Regions from separate parts of the Hordeum vulgare genome. Here region 2 is linked to region 1. A link is a contact called in public Hi-C data. All regions are on one chromosome and are shown on one strand. Each heading gives the region's core, a stretch centred on a gene start, on an enhancer-like site or on the middle of the called end of the contact. The rest is flanking DNA. Distances are from core to core; before and after follow the strand shown.

Evidence for each region. A called contact is a pair of places that touch in the nucleus more often than the background predicts.
Region 2: a Hi-C map of leaf shows a contact between it and region 1, with 6 times the contacts expected there. The contact joins the promoter of LOC123413180 here to the promoter of LOC123408390 in region 1. A contact is called at or near these places in 2 of 6 Hi-C or Micro-C datasets (leaf and seedling) and 1 of 1 datasets of contacts at active chromatin or transcription factors (embryo).

Annotation. Positions count from the first base shown.
Region 1 is chr7H:97,808,598-97,811,632 of MorexV3_pseudomolecules_assembly, reverse strand. It overlaps LOC123408390, which reads left to right and starts at 1,432. Exons shown (of 3, transcript XM_045101509.1): 1 at 1,432-1,595; 2 at 2,779-3,035. The coding sequence starts at 1,432.
Region 2 is chr7H:98,120,983-98,124,017 of MorexV3_pseudomolecules_assembly, reverse strand. It overlaps LOC123413180 (probable glutathione S-transferase GSTF1), which reads right to left and starts at 1,408. Exons shown (of 3, transcript XM_045106128.1): 1 at 1,140-1,408; 2 at 996-1,044. The coding sequence starts at 1,289.

The DNA.
Region 1 (3,035 bases), core at 183-2,682:
TCAACTTAACAGTCTTCACTGCAGTATCGGTATATAAAACAGTGTTTTGGAACCAAAGGCAAATTTTGTGTGCCTCTGGGATCTGGTGGGGGATTGCTGGAATTTTTGTCTACTTTTGGGCCAGCCCAATATATAATTTTAGAAATTTCCTAATAAATCCTAGAGGCCCACGCAACCCATTTGTGCAAGGCAAGAGGTGGAAATGTTTAGTCCCACATTGCTAGTTTAGTGGGAGTTGGACCTCCTTATAAGGGGGGATGTTTCCACACATGTATGAGCTTGAGAACAAGAGAGATATACACGAGCACTCCTCCTCCTCGGCCGCCCGCCTCGCCTCTCGCCTCCTTCTCTTGCGCCTATAAAAGAGAGGTCGCTCCTCTCTAGAGAAGACGCATCAGAACTTGCTCTCGCCACCGGTTCCTTTCTCTGTGTTGCTGCTACGTTCTTCCCCATCCCAACTTGCGGCGTGCACCGTACGTCGGGACAGTAGGCCTCTGAAACTCCGTCTCTTCGAGTCCTGTATGGGAGAAGGGCGATAAGGTTTTTGGAAAGCGCTTAGCGCGACTACTGGCTTCCATCACGGACACCGACGATTTCTTCCCGGACGACGACTACTTCCCCGACATCGGCCACCTCTTCGGTAACATGGCCAACGACAACGCCAACACCAATCCTACTGCTGCTGCAACTCAGTACGTACTCATGTTCTTTTTCGCTGAGTTCCTACCGCAACTTTCTGCTATAGTTTCACTTCTAGATATGTTCTGTTTCTGCTCATCACTCCATATGATGTCTTGTGTATATAGAACGGCTCTACATATGTTCTCTTCTAGATGATATGTGCACATGTCTTTCGTCGTCTCATCTTTATATTCCATGTCTTGTTTCATATATTTTATGATAGTAATGTTTTTCCTAGCTTTTCTTTTAATAAAATCCTATGGTAAATTGCTCGTATTTTCAACAGCTATGCCGTAAGAGTCTGGAGCATGATTTATGATTGGATGGGCATACCATCTACAACAAATGCTTGGAGGGGTCTCGAGACAGTCAAATAATGGTGGGCACACAACAATGATCGTCGTAACCCCCTGAGGAAGGCGGGAACATCTCTAAAGATGCTGGTGTGCTGTGTAATCTGGAACGAGAGAAATGTCAGGGTCTTTCGAAGATGCCGGCGAGCTGTGGAGGCTAGGTGTGTGTGGTACGCCGTCGATTTGGGAGACATGGTGACGACGCGGTCGGCTAGCGTTCCCCGAGCTAGGTTGTGGGGGTGTTGTGGGGGCTCGGGGAGGTAGATTACTGTCGTACCTTTGGTGCAGCGAGGCTAGGTTCCTCTTGTTGGCAGGTGTGGTGGCGGCAGTGATCAAGGCGAAGGATTTTTTTTGCCGTAGCTCCTTCCCCGCTTCATTGGCGTTTGCTCCAGCGCCGATGACGAGCTTGGTGTCTCTTTGTACAAGTGTTTTCAGGACTGCTTCCCTCGATTTATCGGTGAAGGAGGCGATGAAGATGGTGGTGGTTCGATCTGCTTTCCTCACTAACGTGTTGGTCCATATGGACCGTAATTTGGAAGCTTTCCCGTCTTTGGATCCAAGGTCAGGTTGGGTTCGATGGAGCAGCAACAACGGTGGGGCGGCGCGTCTTTAGTTCACGTTAGTGCTGTGTTTGGTCGGGCTTCCCAGGGATCCGTTTGTAATTTTCTTATTGTATAGGGTGACTTGTCTTCATTTTCCAGGATTTTATCCTATCTCGCGTGAAGAAAGAAAAAAGACTCAATTCTTTGCGCAAGGATTCGATGGCCTGCCCCGAGTTCGTCGGGGACTGGGTTTCGTAGAGGCGCCGCCCTCTCCCCTTCGCTAATAAAAAGACAGGCCCCGCTTTGGTATTTTAGATTTAGAGAGGAAAAGCGACTCGGTATTTTAGATTTAGTGAGGCCCCGCTTTGGTCTCATCTCATAAATGAATAATAAAAAAGAGTAGGAAGATGGGAGTGAGGCTGATGATGCATCACATGGCGGGAGGCGGCTGGATCTCCCTGCCGGCAGAGCTCCTCAAGAAGTCTCCGACCGTCTGCCGGCCGACATGGACCAAATCCACATCCGCCAGGTATGCTCCCACTGGCGCGCGTCCATCGCCCCGCTAGCGGCCTGCCGCCCTTGCGATTTTTTCACGATTTTAATCCATGAGATAAAAGTATTGCACGGAATGAACTTTCATTGAAACCATTTTACGATTTGATTTTTTTTGAAACGCCAGAGCCCGTGGCGTTGCAGACGCACATAGAAACGCCAGTCTAAGGCGTTGCAGACCCACTCAAATGCTAGTCTAATGTGGCGTTGCAGACCCACTCAAACGCTAGTCTAATGTGGCATTGCAGACAGCATGCCGTGGGATGGCTGGATGTCGTCACTGCGTTCCCTAGTGGGTCTGCAACGCCAGCACTGTTGGCGTTTCACAAAGGGCCTGCAACGCTACATTAGACTAGCGTTGCAAGAAAGAAAAAACAACACGGTAGACAGGCGTGTCACTGTTGGGCAGCAACGACAGCACTGTTGGCGTTTCACAGTGGGTCTGCAACGTCACTTTAGACTGGCGTTGCAAAAAAAACGTCACGGTAGACAGGCGTGCCACTTTAGGGCAGCAACGCCATGGTAGACAGGCGTTGCATAGAGGGCAGCAACGCCACGACTTGTGGCGTTTCTAAAAGGGTCAAATCGTGAAATGCTTTCAAATCTGGTTTATTTTGTGCTCATGTTTAGAAAAAAAAAAGTTAAAACAGTGAACCGGCCCCAGCCCCGGCCCCGGCCCCGGCCGGCTTCCCCTACTGCTGCGGCACGCCCTGTGGCTGGCTCGCTCTCACGGACGACCTGCGATCCCCCACGAGGCTCATCCTCTGGGAGCCCCTCTCCAAAGCCGAGATCCCTCTGCCCACTTTGACAACCGTCGCCCAAGTATTCCTCTCCGGAGACCCGCTCGCCTCGCCGGGCTGGATCGCGATTGCGAGCCAGAAGATCCCCGGCGCACAGATCGGGCAGA
Region 2 (3,035 bases), core at 159-2,658, 310 kb before region 1:
ACATCATTGGAGCCCTACTACAAAACACATGTTCGACAATAGCACTGCAGATATGTAAAATAGAATGTGATGTTTTTATTTAATGATTTACCAAAGCGTAAAATAAATGCTTCCTCCAAATTTTGCATCAAGGAAGAAAACTAAAATATCATCACATTAAACCTATAAACCACAACCCACACAATGCAAAATTGTACGTACTTAATCGCTGAACATAACTGTTCGTCTTTCGTACGATGTGGTGCACACATACACCTGACAGCTATGAGAAAAAAAATTGGGTGTTGCTAAACCAAGTGATTGGTTTGGGCATTGGAAAAACGCCAAGAGGAATTTGATGGCAGGGAGTTAGCTAACAAATCGCTCTGAAAACAATTACTGGGTAAAAGCTGACAAAACTTTTGCTAAATGGGGTAATCTAAATGAAAATTTGTCAAAATGGGGTAATTAGTGTCAAAAATGTTAAAGTATGGGGTAAAAACTGAAATTCACTCTTAGATTTACTCGAACAAGTCGTATTATAGGAATCTTGATTTGTTTGTGGGCCGTCATACAAATATATGAACGTCCAAAGAAATTTAGGCCCTGTTTGAAACCACACAGATTATATAATTCAGTTTTTATAATCTATTTTATCTTCAAACAGGACAGATTATAATATAGATTATAAAAATTAGATGAACAGATTATTAAAAACTCATAATCTACTCTACACGAGCTAAAATCAGATTATGGATTGCTAATGACCTATTACCCTTGTAAAGTTGGAGATAATTACATTCCTACCACCGTCACCCTTCTCTTTTTAAAAAAAAAAGAGGACGAACAAGTCATTATGCAATGTAAAACCTGGATTATAGGTTATATAATCTGGCATTCAAACATGCACACGTAGATTATTTTTATAAACCAGATTATATAATCTATCTTTATAATCTAGATTATCATAATCTATTGTGGTTTTAAACAGGGCCTTAATTAACTAGACAGCTCACCGAAGAGGACGAGATCGCCATCTTGTAAAGCTGGGACTTGCCCAAACGGCTGCAAGAAGGCACCATAGATAGAGTAACCTGTCAGCACTCTGAAGTCTAGCAGCCGACGAATTAATCTGAGCAAAGGGTGTTTATGTTGCTTACATTCCTGGCGAGGTGGTCAGGGCGCTTATGCCCCTTGCCGGGGAAGTCGATGTCGACAAGCTCGTACTCTGCGCCCACCTCCTCCAGGCACACCAGCACCCTCGCCACGTTCGTCGACCCCGCCGGCCCGAACACCTTCACCGGCGCCATTTCCTAGTGGAGGTGATGCTGTCCGGTGGCAGAAATATGAAGATAGGGTGGTTGCGGTGTGCAGGCAGCCAGGCAATCGCAAAAATCTGCGAGAGAATGCGCGTCCCTTTCCACGAGCTGCTTTGTAGGTCCTCAAGAATACTGTTCTTGTTCTGGCACCAACAAACTACCGGAGCCGAACAATGTTGCTGTCCTTTTCCCCTTAAGTTCAGTTACCTGAAAATAACAACCGAATTAACCTCGAATTTTCTAGGACTTAAGTTCACTTATGGGAAAGATAGGCAATTTAGTGAAATCTACACACCAATTGGCCTAAGTGACCTTATATATATACGAGGTGTCGGGCTTCAATGGCATTGACATAAGTGTGTTTTTGTTGTATAGAAATGACTTTTTATCACTTCTATTTGTCATTGTATTATTTTTTTAACACAAGTGTCTTTTTGTTGTGTAGAAAGGGCATTTTCTCACTTTGTCAGTCTTTTTGTTTGTCTTTTTGGCATCATTGCCTATTTTCTTGGTTGGCTGGTCGAAAGCCACGATGTTTGCATTATAGAGTTATTTCATAGTCCAAAATAATTTATCAAAAACAATTAGAGATAAAACTTAAGGCCGTGGGTAGCTATCACCATAGGTAGTAAATTATATTCGTATCCGAAAAAATACTACTCCCTCCGTTCCATAATATAGGACATTTTTTGACATTGTACTAGTGAGTAGAAAATAAATTCACAAAATTCAGAATCTTTCAATAGGATAGGACCGCTCTGCGCCGCTGCCCACCCCCCAGGAGTCTGACCCAAGCAGGATCTAACTATGCCGCTACCCGCCCCCGCCCTCACTGTTACTTGTGGCTCAAGGTCAGACTGCGCTGCCATCCGTCTTAGCCCCGGCCATTAGTTGTAAATCAAAACCGGACTATGTTGTCTTCTCGCCCGCTCCCATACCGACTGTTAGCTGCGGATCAAAATTAGACTACACCGCCCGCCCGCCCCCGCCCCCGCCCCGACTATTACTTGTAGATCAAGATCAGACTTTGTCGCCGTTGACCCCCTTCTCTCATGTGCGGGTCATCGTCGAAATCATCTTCCACGCCCCCTTCTCTCTTGCATGTCTCCTCCTGTGAGAGAAGGGACAGAGGAAGCAAACATGTGACATAAGCAGGAAAGAGGGTTGATTTACATAATTAATCTATCTTGTCTAAGAGAGAAATCTTTATAAGCGATTTTCACTCGTCTGGTGCTGTCATGGTGGAGCATCAACGCGATGTGCATCGTGTGCCGCCATTGGCGCTACTCAGTTTTGCCCACGTGTGGTCCCATGTTGGTGATGTCACCAATGAATCAGGGTCTGTCGACAGTTTTCCAGGCGGTCCTGGAGGGCATCTTAGTCCGTCGAAACCCAATTTTCCCACCTCCACGCAACACATGTTACTAGAATTATTGCAGGGGGTTGATGGCACTAAGTAGCAACTAGTGCCTACTCTTTTTGCGTGAACTGCGGTTGACGTGACACAATGGCATATGTACCTGAGCATCTATGTCTGACCAACATATCTCAAACTCGACATATGCTATGCACGATCTCCACAGGTGGCCCGTAATTTGGTGGGTATCATAGGAAGAGGACGAGGATAAGGAGCAGTGGAATCAATTTGGTACAGTTTTGGAACCGCACTCAAGTCAGCTGACTCAGACTACGGGATGGCATGCGTAGTTGTTGCCCTCTAATCAATTGAGGAGGTGT